Regions from separate parts of the Rattus norvegicus genome. Here region 2 is linked to region 1. Evidence: chromatin contacts called from public Hi-C data. All regions are on one chromosome and are shown on one strand. Each heading gives the region's core, a stretch centred on a gene start, on an enhancer-like site or on the middle of the called end of the contact. The rest is flanking DNA. Distances are from core to core; before and after follow the strand shown. Region 1 overlaps Nmnat2 (nicotinamide nucleotide adenylyltransferase 2). Region 2 overlaps Lamc1 (laminin subunit gamma 1).

Region 1 (6,584 bases), core at 2,412-4,911:
CCGGCCAGGCGTGGTGGCACGCTGCTAATCCCAGCACTTGGAAGGCAGAGGCAGGCAGATCTCTATGAGTTCCGGGCCAGCCTGGTCTACAGAGCCAGTTCCAGGACATCCAGGGCTCAGAGAAACCTTCTCTCATAAAAAAGTAAAATAAAATAAAATTTAAAAAACAACAAAAAAATACCACAAGTTGAAAATATACCTTGTGTATGTGGTGGCGTATTCCTATAATCCCAGAACTCAAGGACTGAGGCAGGAAAATCATGGATCATTTTTTTAAAAAATGAAAAACAAAACAAAAAAACTAGACATAAAGGAAGGAAAATACCCACGACCACCACCACCTTGCTCTTAAAAAAAAAAAAAAAAAAAAATCAATCCTTACCAGGTATCCTCAGTTCATTGCTCTCTGTCGCCCCCTAGAGCATGCAGCTGTAGGCACTTCTAGGTGGGGAAAGAAACGGGAGAATGGCGCGCGTAAATCCCCATCTGTGAGAACCACTCCCCTGCAGAGCATCCTCTGTACCCCTCTGGCTTCTACCCTTCTGAAGGAAAGGCTAGGCCAGAGCTAGTGTGATCAGAGTCGGGCAGCCAGGAGTGCACTTCCAGGATGGCCCTCGACGCAAACAAATGAAAGCTCCTTCAGCGGGGCTTCCCAGAGGAAACCAACCCCACTGCGCTGTCAGCTTGACTGGGAGTGTGGGAAGGCCCAGAGTTCCGGCCTCGTGTCCAAAGCCAGAAAACCAAATCCACAGCGCCTTTTACACGAAATCCTTGAGCAGAAATCAGCCTCCAAATTTAGCATCACTGGGACTGAAGGCCCTTTCGGCTGTGGATTATTCAGTTTGGGTTTTAGCAATGTGGGGACCTAATCCCCCGGGGCTGGAAGAGTCCGGCTGGCTTCCTGCTTCCGGGCTGGAGTTAGGCAGTTTGATAAAAAGTCATCTGAGCCTGAATAACCACATGTTTGTCTTTGCCCCATTTATCCTGGGGCCCTGGGATTTCTTCTGGAGTAGTTAATGCCCCCAGCTCTTCCTCTGTTTATTTTCTTTGGTTATGTTCCCATAGCTGATGGATGTAGGAAGCCGGTTAGTCCATAACTGGTTGGTTGGAGGCATGTAGGGCACAACCAATGAAAAGAATGCGAGGCTTTAAGAAGTTCAAGAGAAAGAGAGTTTCCTCACTGGCCGCCTTCTGGTGTCTGGAATTACACCTTTAGGCATTTAATACTTTGAGTTAAACATTAACTCGTGCTTGTTTAAAATGGCAATACCCTGAGAATGGCCAGTACAGGCAATGATCACACTCAGTGATTTAGATCACTCCATCAAAAACCAGCGCCTCTCCAAACGAAAAGGATCGACTCGCTTCTCTGCCTTCGCCTCCCAAGCCATCCATCGCCTCCCAGAGGCTTGTGCCCTCTACTGGGTCTTTCATAGCCTCCTCCCTACATGAAAACCTTTTCTCTTTGTGACTACTTAACCTGGATCAGGTGATTCAATGCCCAGCTTGTGCCTTCACCTGGGCCTGCTTTGAGGGATGCCTGTCATTCTTCCACAGGTTCATGTTAACTGAATCAAGGATCTGAAGAATCACGTGAGGCCCTGTTCTGCCAATCAACAGCTGTGCTATGTAGAGCAAGTCCCAACCTACTTAAGCCCCCCTCTTTGTATATATTTTTAAATTGTTATGTTTGTTTATTTAGTGTGTGTGTGTGTGTGTGTGTGTGTGTGTGTGTGTGTGTGTGTACGTGTACACGTCATGTTGTGTGTGTGGAAGCCAGAGGACAATCCACCTGAACCAGTTCTCTCCTTGTCCCACGTGAGTTGAGGCTTGAACTCAGGCCATCAGTCTTGTCCTAAGTGCCTTTACTCACTGAGCCACCTTGCCAGTCCCCTTTCTATATTTTTTTTCCCTTTCTATATTTTTAAGATGGGAATAGAGATCCCATCTCAAAGGGGTTACGTCCGACAATCTATGAGATACGGCTGAATAAAATTCATTGTCTTTCCTGCTGGAAAGCAAGATGACTAACCAAATATTTTATCTCTCTCTGTTCTCCTAGCCATAGACTAGTGATTGTTGCCAACAGTTGGTGCTCAATCAATGTTTCAAACTGAAAGGATGAACCCAGGCTGGTGAGGCCTCCTTTAATCTTAACTGCTAACATGGCTGAGGAAGGAGGATCATTAGTTAAGAAAACTTAGGAAAGCCCTATCTTTAAAATGAAAAACAAAACAAAACAAAAAACCCCCAAAAAACAAAAACAAACAAACAAACAAACAACACCGGCTGGAAAGACGGCTCAGCAGGTCGGAGTGCTTATCACACATGTCTGACAGCCTGAGTTCGATCCCCAGCACCCACGCAAAGGTGGAAAGAGAGAACCAGCTCCACAAAGTTGTCTTCTGACTTCCACTTGTGTGCTCCGGCACTTGCATGCCATATAATAATAAATGAAACAGGATAATTTTAAGAAGAATACAAAAAGGGATAGGGAGATAGTTCTGTGGCTAGCATGTGGGAAACCATAAACTTAAATTCCCAGGACTTAAGTGCAACAAAAGAATGACGAAGGGGTTGGGGATTTGGCTCAGTGGTAGAGCGCTTGCCTAGCAAGTGCAAGGCCCTGGGTTCGGTCCCCAGCTCCGGAAAAAAAGAAAAGAAAAAAAAAATGACGAAGTAGCAACCGACAGTTACTGAGACAGCGGGGTTCAAAAACGTCTACACTTCCTATATATTTTCGTGCTGGAGAACAACATAAGCTTTAATAACTAGGGTATTTTTAGCCTGCAAGAACCTCGTGGGCAAATGCATGTTTACGTTGACAAGGGCACCGTTGAGAGGTTGATCAAAAGGAGGAATGCTTAAATCAGAATTAATTTGCTTGCCTCCCTTCCACTAGACGATGGGCAAAGCACCAGGCTGAAGTGGAGCCCTACACCACGGACTGGGCTTTGTTTAAGGGAGGAGTGAGGAAAAGGTTTCAGCCCTGGCTGACCCAGGAGCCTTCGGCCTTAATTTAATCTAGTTCCTGACCTGTGTCTGGATACCTGCTGGAAAACAAAGGACTAGGGCACTTCAGGGAAGCCATCAACTTGATGGGATTTAGAGTCACCATGGAGACAAATCTCTGGGCCTGCCTGTGAGGGTGTTTACAGAGTTTACCTGAGGAGAAAAGAGCCACCCTGAGTGTGTGTAGTTACCTTCCGCGGGCTGGGACCCAGACTGAATAAAACAGAGAAGATATGTAGAGCACCAGCCATCATTCCCTTCCCTCTGCTTCCTGACCGGATCCAGAGGGACCGGCAGATTTAGGCCCCTACTGAGATGCCCTCTGTGCAACGCTGAACGCCATCTTCCATGAGCCCAAAGACGCCCTGCTTTCCCGGAGCCCGGAGAATACAAAGTAACAGAAGAAACTAGCCTGCTAAGGAAAGCCAGCGGGCATGGTGCTGGCTGCTGGGCCCTGAGGCTGGTCCAGGAGCCTGGCTCTTATCCCCCCACCCCCCAACAAGAACAAAAATGCCAACCGGGAGGCCACACAGCAGCTCTTTTGTGCGCCACTTGAGAGAAACTCGATGAATATGTACGGAATTCTCTCTCTGCGGAATGTAAAGGGACGGGGTGTGTCACTGGGCACAGGAGGTCAGATTTCACTGTGGACTGATGAATCTTTGTGCCCAGCGGACACTGCTTCAGGGGAACTGTGGGGCTGGGCGTGGAGCCATTGAGGGAGAGTTTTGGTTCTGAGCTTTGAAGCGAGTTATGCTGACTACGGAGCAGACTGGGATGGACTAGGAGAGGCTGTGGGCTGTCTGCTGTGGGGCAGGCCCATTCAGCCAGTTTCCAGAAGACACAGTAAGGCTGACCCTTTACGAACAAGCTCCCGTTTCTTCCCAATCTGTGTGGATGGGGACTCTTTACACCGGAGCCTTGTATCTTTAGATAGTACTTCCCCTCTACCTCCGAGCAATGATCCTAAGACCCTCACAGACTGGGCAGAGTTGGGAAAGAGCAACTGGCTGGGTGGCATCAGGACGCAGGTCTGCTGTAGGCTGGAGCAGCCAGGTCTGATTAACTCCAATCCCACTGTTTCTGCAGGGAACTGGGATTCGTACCACTGCCTCAGACAGGATAGATGCAGGGACTACTGTGCCCTCTGGGATGGATGTCCTAAGTCTCCCAGGTGACCAGCCATCCAGGTTGTCTGTCAGCCTGAGACAGGAAGTTCTAAGAATGTGAGACTGTCAGGTTTTGAACCTTTTTTAAAAATCCTCTTTGTTTTGAGACCCGGCCTCTTGCATTACAGGGTGGCCTTGAACTGGACTCGTAGTAGAGAATGACCTTGAACTTCTGATCTCCCAATCCTGGGACTAGTTTATATGGTGCTGGGGATTGAACCCATGGTTTTGTGCACATGAGGCAAGCACTCTACCAACTGGGCTACTACTCCAGCCTCAGTCTTTGGATCTGTTGTTGTTGTTGTTGTTGTTGCTGCTGCTTTCCATTTGCGTTGCAGTTCTGGGAGTTCTATCCAGGGCTTCACTGGGGGGTTAAGGGTCACACTCTAGCACCAGACTGTCTCCTTAGCCTTGGGATTTTGCACTAAATTCCCAAGAAGACTGAAGCTATCTGGTTACCCTCTTTGGTGCTGGTTTATCCATCCTCTGACTACTCTCAGGAATCCATGAAGTCAAACTGGTCAGGACTGTGGCAAGCCCCTCTCCCACATCATCAGGGGGAATCACTGGAGTGGACAAGACTTCACTGTGACATTTGTTGTTGTTGTTGTTGTGTGTATGTGTGTGTAATGTATGTGTTTTGTATGAGTGCAGGTGCCCTAGGAGGCCTAGAGAGGGCATCAGATGCCCTGTGTTAGAAACATTCCAGAACAAGGTTCTCAGGCCTTCAATGACTCACCACCAAATGTGACATGTCTTTGTCGCCATAGTTCCTCATGCACATGCTCCATATCCCCCTAAAGGTTGTGTCATCATAGTCTTTCTATTATCCACACCCCCACACACACACCAGAATTACAGGTAGTTGTGAGTGGCCAGACTATGGGTGTTGGGGACCAAACTGAGGTCCTTTGCAAGAACACCTAGTGCCCTTCACTGCTGAGCCACGTCTCCAGCCCCTTAAATTTTGTTTCTCAATCAGCCAATGCTCTAAATGCTTTAAAAAGCTCAACACCCGTGACTGAGAGCCAGGAAGACCTGGGGTGGGGTAGAGACCCAAAGCATCAAGTAGGAAATGAGATCTACCCCATAGAGAGCTAACCAGGAGAGAGACTGGCATCAGGGACACGGGCCAAGAGGCTCCCCACAGGTCCCACTTAGTAAACAGCCCCAGGGATTTCCTGTTCACACAAGTGGCTCTTCAGGCTTCTGCACCAGCTGCCAATCGCATCCTTCTAAATTCCCAGATTGCTCAGGCCTCCCTGGAGGGGCCCCCAGACAAGTGCTCAGCTTTCCTGAGATCTCTGCCAGTGACTTTTTACTTTCCCGGCACCTAGCAGAGGGTGGAAGGCAAAAGCTGATTAAGCCACTTAATCCAAAGCAGAAAGGAAGCTTAAAACTTCACCTGCAGGAAATTGCTCCAGGGTCGCCAGATGAAAGGTCCACTCAGAATGGTCCTCCTCTGCCACCCCTCCCCCACAGCACACTTAGCTCACACTCCCTTCGCCAGGACTAGCTACTGGGTGCACAAGGGTTCTTGGTTCACATTTGTTGAACTTTCTTATAGCATTTGTTACAAGCCAGGTGTCATGGGGTGGGGCAAGTCTAGTGCCAGCACTCGATGGAAACAAAAGGATTAGGGGTTCAAGGCCATCCTCAGGTACGAAGCAAGTCTGAGGCCAGCCTGGGCAAAGACAACCCTGTCTCAAAAAGAACAATCAGAAGTCACGTGGCGTTTCCTGTTGATTATGGGATAGGCACTGTGATATACACTTTAAGTTTGGAAGGATCTTCTTTACTTATACCATTAGCCATTTGCACCCCCGACACACACACACACACACACACACACACACACACACACCCCTATTCTCTTGCTAAGGAGAGCCTAGAATAGGTAGTTGCTGTGTCTTCAAAGGTGGCAAAGCATAACCAACCACACCTACAACTCCAAAGGGCAAAGTTTCCTCCTAAGCCCTCCCTGGAAGCTGGCAGCTCGTTCCCAGGAGTTTCACTGTAGCCGATACCTGACAACAGGGTCACCATGACAGCAGTTGCCCAGGTTGGGTTTCAGGAATTGGAGGTTGCAGAAAGCAGTTGAGACTATTGACCTACTCGAGTGTCCAACTGGTGACCTTTTGGCGCCAGGTGGCTGAAGCTCCATCCTTAGAGCCCACTAATGTCCCTGTTTTCAGAACAGCCTCGGTAAAGCTCTGATGGCCCACCTACAGGCTACGTCATTTTCCTTGTGGCAACATCTCTTGCAAGCTTGAGACCCTTCTTATTTCATAAATGCCCCTTACCTTCTTGGGACCCCGGGCGTCTCCTTTTCACGTCTGGCCGCCTTGGCAATGAACTCTTACTAAAATGTTTGCCATTGTTTCAGCAACTGGCAGGCTGGCA
Region 2 (6,584 bases), core at 2,421-4,920, 120 kb before region 1:
GTATGTGCACATGTGTGGGTATGTGCACATGTGTGTGTAGACTTGAAATCGACTTCAGGTATTTTCTTTGCTGGCTCTCCACTTTGATCTCTCACCAAACCCAGAGCTGATGTATTTGAAAGAAAAATCAGGGTGCCTCATCTTCTCACTCCTTCGCTCTTTACTGAAGACCAAAAGCCATGTGTGGGAGGGTGGCCCGCCATTAGACTAGCATGTCACCATAGCCTCTCTGTGATACAGAGAGCTGACTCTGACACCTAATTCTTTGTTTTAAAGAAACATGCCCGATCCACTGAGGGGCTGATTCTTGTCTGATAAGAATAATCCCAGGCTCAATAAATGAGGAAGATTGGCAGGCACACTCACTACAACTGGCTGCTTTGGTGTCAGCGGGCCTGTTTACCTCCTGCTTCACACGTTAGCTTCTTGAGTAACTGGTTTTCTCATTTGTAAGAAGAATGTCATGCTACCTGACACACAGTTGACACCAAAGACACTGGCTATGACAGTGACATGCTCAGGGCTCTGCTTGGAAGTGACTTCTCAAGTAGGACTCTTCTCAGAAACAGATGTGCATTCGTGTGGCACGAGACCTGGAAAACCTGCGTGGGGCTGTCTGTTTTCCTCCTCTTCTGAGATTTCACTCACAGTGGCCATTTTTTTTTTTGAATACTGATTTTTATCTATTACAAAAAACCAAAATCCAATTGCAGCCTGGTGGAAGGTTTTCCTTCTCGGCAGTTTAATTTAAATGCATGTCTTGAACTCCTTTTAGATTTTGATAGACGAGTGAACGATAACAAGACAGCTGCTGAAGAAGCTCTAAGGAGAATTCCCGCCATCAACCGGACCATAGCTGAAGCCAATGAGAAGACAAGGGAGGCACAGCTGGCGCTGGGCAATGCAGCAGCTGACGCCACGGAGGCCAAGAACAAAGCCCACGAGGCGGAGAGGATTGCCAGTGGCGTGCAGAAGGTGAGCGCTTCCGTCTTCTCCAGCCCCTGCTCGCACATCACACACAGAACGCTCTGGAACCACCCTCGTCTGTTTCTTTTCTTTGCAATACTAATGAGAATATGTAATACACTGAAGAAAGAGAATCAGGAAGAGGACTTTCTAGTCTTGACGTGGGATCTGAGTTGTGAAAAGGGTGGGTCTTAGAATACGTCAGAGACCCCGCCCACAAAAGTTCCTGCCCTCCCCTAAATAAGCATTCTCCAGACCCTTCATAGAGCCGCTGTGGACCACACTGCAGAGGCTCTCTCCACTCTAAAGAGGCATTTCTTCAGGCCGCCTCTTTTTATTTAAAGATTCATCTTACTTATTTTAAGGAAAGATTAGAGCTTGTTTTAAAATTAAGTGTCTGAGAATCACAAAAAAAAAGTTTAATTTCTTGAAAAGGGTTGGTTTTAAATAGATTCTATTTCGTAAGTTGCACATGTTTCAGGATGTGGCCTTTTGGAACATGATGCTAAACTCTCGAGAACGGCCGCCAGCCTTTGAACCTGACATATATCCACTTGAAAAAGTACGATCACTATGGTGCGGTGGAAGGGTTCACGGTTACATTTGTACTTGTTCTCTGTGTGTGACCTCAGCCACACATGGTCAGAACAGACAGGAAATACTAAAGATTAAAGAGAGCACAGATGAAAAGCAAATGCTGTAGTATTTGACAATGATTTTCTTTTAATGAGAACCTAATAGGTGATGAGATTGAGTCGGGATAGTGCCTGTCTTTGTGATGCTCTCCCTGGACCCCACCCGGGCCATTTTGCAGATTGTGAAAGGGACTAGGAATGTGCTGTCCAGCAGGGAAAGCTGCTCCGAGACCTTTGGCTTGTGCTGTGAGCAGTTGCTTCTTCTGTGCCTAGAATGCCACCAGTACCAAGGCGGATGCGGAGAGAACCTTCTCGGAAGTGACAGACCTGGATAACGAGGTGAATGGCATGTTGAGGCAGCTAGAGGAAGCGGAGAATGAGCTGAAGAGGAAGCAAGATGATGCCGACCAGGACATGATGATGGCGGGAATGGTAAGAGGCACAGTGGAGGGGTGCTCTCCGGGAACCCACACACGAGCACACACACATATACACACATACACGAACGTGCACATGCACACACACACACACACTCACAGACATACACACACACAGATATACACACACACTCACATACACTCACATACAGACATACACACACAGATATACACACACACACTCACATACACTCACATACAGACATACACACACAGCTATACACACACACAGATATACACACACACAGACTCACATACAGACATATACACACACAGACACACACACAGACCCACACACACACACACACACACACACACACAGAAACATACACACACATATATAGACAGACTCACATACAGACATACACACACAGCTATACACACACACAGATATACACACACACAGACTCACATACAGACATATACACACACAGACACACACACAGACCCCCCCACACACACACACACAGAAACATACACACACATATATAGACAGACTCACATACAGACATACACACACAGACACACACATATATAGACAGACTCACATACAGACATACACACACAGACACACACACACACACACAGAGACATACACACACATATATAGACAGACACACACATAGACACATGCACACATACACACACACTCACATATAGACATACACACACACAGACATATACACAGACCCACACACACACACACACACACACATATACAGACAGACACACACACAGACAGACACATGCACACATACACACACACTCACATACAGACATACACACATACAGACAGACATACAGACACACACACACAGACAGACATACACACACAGAGAGATACATACACACACACAGACCCACACGTGCACACACACAGACAGACACATATACACACACAGACAGACATATACACACACAGACACACACACATACACTCACTCACACAGACATACACACACAGACAGACATATACACACACAGACACACACACATACACTCACTCACACAGACATACACACACAGACAGACATATACACACACAGACACACACACATACACTCACACAGACATACACACACAGACAGACAGATATATACACACAGACAGACAGACACACACACGCATGCACACACACAGACATACACACACACACTCACACACAGACAGGACACACACACACAGACACATAAACACAGACATACACACAGACATACACAGACATACACAGACAGACACATATACACACATACACACACTCACACACAAGCACACACACGCCTCTTCTATGTGAGCTTCCGTTTGTATCGCATTTTCTGGTCAAGAATCTGTCAGACGCTTACATAGAGGACAAAGAATTTGGCTCCTCTGCCAGGTATTGACGTTGTCCTGTCCCAAAGCTTCTCCCACAGCTGCAGTTCCCAACACTTGAAACAGAACAAATGAAAACAAAGCACAATTGTGAATGCCATGTTTTTTAATGTCGTTTGAATGGATAATTCATACATGGGGTAAATTTTTAAAAAGGAGATTGCAATGAAAAGCCAGTTTCTTTCTTAGTTTTCCCAGCTGCTCGCTCACTAGAGGCAGAGGCCAGTCTCTTGTACAAGACATTTGCGAGGCATTGTGTAGCACTGCGGGGAAGCACGCTGCCTCACGCCTGCTTTCGCTGTGCACCTTCAGTGCCAGCAGACATGTATCATACCACATGGAAGAGGGGACCTGTGAGGCTGCCGTACAAGGGAGGAGGGCAGCTCTGTTCATTCGTGCTGTAGTTTGCATTCAGAACTTCCTGGAGTTCTGACATCCCTGTCCTGTTTGGTGTTGCAGTCACAGGGACTTACCCCTTGCAGTGTCAGGAAGAGGCCAGTTTTCCAAAGCCCCGAATGAAATAGGGCCTCTAGCTGTGGGTTGTGTTTACTTTGGGATAGAAAGGAGGAATGCAAGGGCTGTGGAAGTGATTACAACTTTGTACACCGCTCTGTACAAACAGCTGAGTTTTTTATTTGTTGTTGTTGTTCTCTTTTGCTTTTGTTTAATTGAGACCGAATGGTTTTACCCTGTAGCTCTCTAGGTACACTATGATGGCCTTGAACTCATAGAAATCCTCCTGTCTCAGCTTCCCAAATACTGGGATTAAAGGTGTGCACCACCACCACAACTGGCTAAATAGCCGTTTTTAAACTTTGTGTCGAATTGTTATGTGATTTTTTTCTTTCTTCAATGCAAAGTGAGACTCAAATGAAAATTACGATGAAGCAAACATCAGTCTTCTCTCATACGCTGAATCTCTGGACTTCTTTTTAATTTACATTTATTTATTTCCTGTGGTTTGAATGCATGTGCCCTAAGGCACATGTGGAGGTCTCAGGACGACTTGGGAGAGTTTGATCTCCTTCCACCACGTGCACTTTAGCACTAGAACTCAGGTCGTCAAACTTCGTGACAAGTTCTCTTGCCCATTCAGCCATCTTGCCAGCCCTGTGGATGTCACTACAATGGAAGCATTGTGTTTAAAGCACAAAAAACAATAAAGGATACATATTTGAGTTCCAAAAAGGGATATGGGTTTAATTCAAAGAGTGAAAAGTAAGTTTCTCTTGTTATTTTTGGTCCATAACTTTTTGAGAGCAGCAAGCCATCCCCCTATATACTCTCTCTTTTGTAATTATATCAGTTTTGAAAGTCCAACATTCAGCTAGTATTGCCTGAGTAACATTTTCTTCAACCAGAAGGGTTGTGGCTCTTTCTGGAAGACACCACAGGTTAAACCCAGCACAGTCCTGTGGCCCAGTCCTAGGAACTCATAGGAAGCCTGTATGGGTTCCAAGAACAGCTGCAATTTGAACAGTTAATTTTTTTTATTTCTGTTTTTAAAATTTCCACAATGTTTTGATCCCCAAATATTTGCTTTGTTCTGACCCCAAAACTAGGAAAAATAATTACTGGCCGGGAGTGCAAAGCCACTCCTTTATATCCTGGCTGGGGTTTGTTGGGGAGAGCATCTGCTTTCTGCTACGTAGCTGTTTCCTTTTCCTCCGCCGCTTCCTGTGACTCATGTGCTGTGTGTTTGTTCAGGTTTCATGGAACTTTCCCAAATATGTTTACCTTTGGTTGACTTTGAAAATATCCATTGTAGAGTGTGTGTGTGTGTGTGTGTGTGTGTGTGTGTGTGTGTGTGTGTGTGTGTAGGGAATTCTCAGAAAAGTCTTGCTTTCTGGAGAAAACAAGAATCAGACATCTCTAATAATCAGGGCCCTAAGAGTATTCACATTCTAGAATAATAATTCCTATGTTCAACCTGTACTTAAAAAAAAAAAATAATAATAACCTGTTTCTACTTAATACATTTCATCCTGTGTTTACCCCCAAGTAGTCTCGAGTGGGGGAAAGAGAGAAAATGAGATCATATTGGTTTTCTGACTGCTTATATCATTAAGGGTCCCCAGGTGGTATAGGCCCAGCACTCGGAAGGCTGAGACAGGAGGACCTTGTGTTTGAGACCAACTTAGGTTACATAGTAAGTCTCAAAAAACCAGAAACCAAAAACCCCCGAAACAATCAAAAAAAAAAAAAAGTATATACCATTCTCTGCAGTAGAAATAACATCCTCCACCTGAAGATACCACCCCAAAACCCCGCAGAGAGAGAGACTCTGATTCATCGCTTAGAAAAGGGGAATGCATCTGAAAATAGCCCTGCTGGCTCACTGGAGGAAAATATTTAGAGAAGAGGAGAACATGGAGTCAGAAGTGTTCATGCTGTTTATCCTCTTCCTCTGCAGGCTTCACAGGCTGCTCAGGAAGCTGAACTTAATGCCAGAAAAGCCAAAAACTCTGTCAGCAGCCTCCTCAGCCAACTGACCGACCTCTTGGAGCAGCTGGGTAAGTAACGGAAGAGTTGGTGCAGCCCCTGCTCGCAGGTGTGGGTCCACGGGTTCAGAGGCACATTGGTTCGAGTTCTCCAAAAGCATCCGTTAACACATCCATATGGATGTCTCATTTAGCGCTTTTTTTATTTAAAAGATAACGGTGCACACTGTGTCTCAATTGGCAGAACCTTGTAAGGGTAGTTTGCATTGTCGGAGCACTGACAGGCTCTCAGTTCTAGAGTGCAAGTGAATTGGGGACTCTATTAAGTTCAAGTACTTGAGGTGCCTTCCCTGGACTCAGCCCCAGTAGGGCACCATGGTCCTCACCTTTGAAGATGAGCTTCCAGCTAGGGGTGCCACTGTGGACAAGGTCCAGCATGCAAATAAACAGCCATCTCCCCTTAGTCCTGCCCACTGGTGGAGCATCCTTAAGGGATGAAAAAGAAAGGCTCAGGGGTAGAATAAAAATGATACTTGAGAGCCCAGAATTCTCTTCACTTGCCAACTGAAGAACAATTTGATGAAGTGAAAGCTTTCACACCAAAAGAGAGCAACACTTGGGTTTATTTTGTTTTGTTTCCAAGGACATATAAGCACACTGAGCTCTCATTTTAACCCAGTTTGGTAGAAAGCAGATCTTTTTTAAGACCTATGTTCTTTTGTCACCGGACTCCA

Evidence for each region. A called contact is a pair of places that touch in the nucleus more often than the background predicts.
Region 2: a Hi-C map of Schwann cells shows a contact between it and region 1, with 5 times the contacts expected there. The contact joins two enhancer-like sites. A contact is called at or near these places in 8 of 12 Hi-C or Micro-C datasets (the A7r5 cell line, the Rat2 cell line, Schwann cells and 4 more).

Annotation. Positions count from the first base shown.
Region 1 is chr13:67,808,953-67,815,536 of GRCr8, reverse strand. All of the region lies in intron 8 of Nmnat2 (nicotinamide nucleotide adenylyltransferase 2), which reads right to left. Among named protein-coding and RNA genes, the nearest start is that of Lamc2, 82 kb to the left of the region's middle. Within about 2 kb of position 3,661, at least 12 of the 93 cell types and tissues checked have an H3K27ac peak or open chromatin away from gene starts, as enhancers often do. A contact at or near this core is called in Schwann cells, where this site is marked.
Region 2 is chr13:67,929,002-67,935,585 of GRCr8, reverse strand. Lamc1 (laminin subunit gamma 1) reads left to right here. Exons shown (of 28, transcript NM_053966.3): 25 at 776-975; 26 at 1,875-2,033; 27 at 5,823-5,922. Among named protein-coding and RNA genes, the nearest start is that of Lamc2, 38 kb to the right of the region's middle. Within about 2 kb of position 3,670, at least 40 of the 93 cell types and tissues checked have an H3K27ac peak or open chromatin away from gene starts, as enhancers often do. A contact at or near this core is called in Schwann cells, where this site is marked.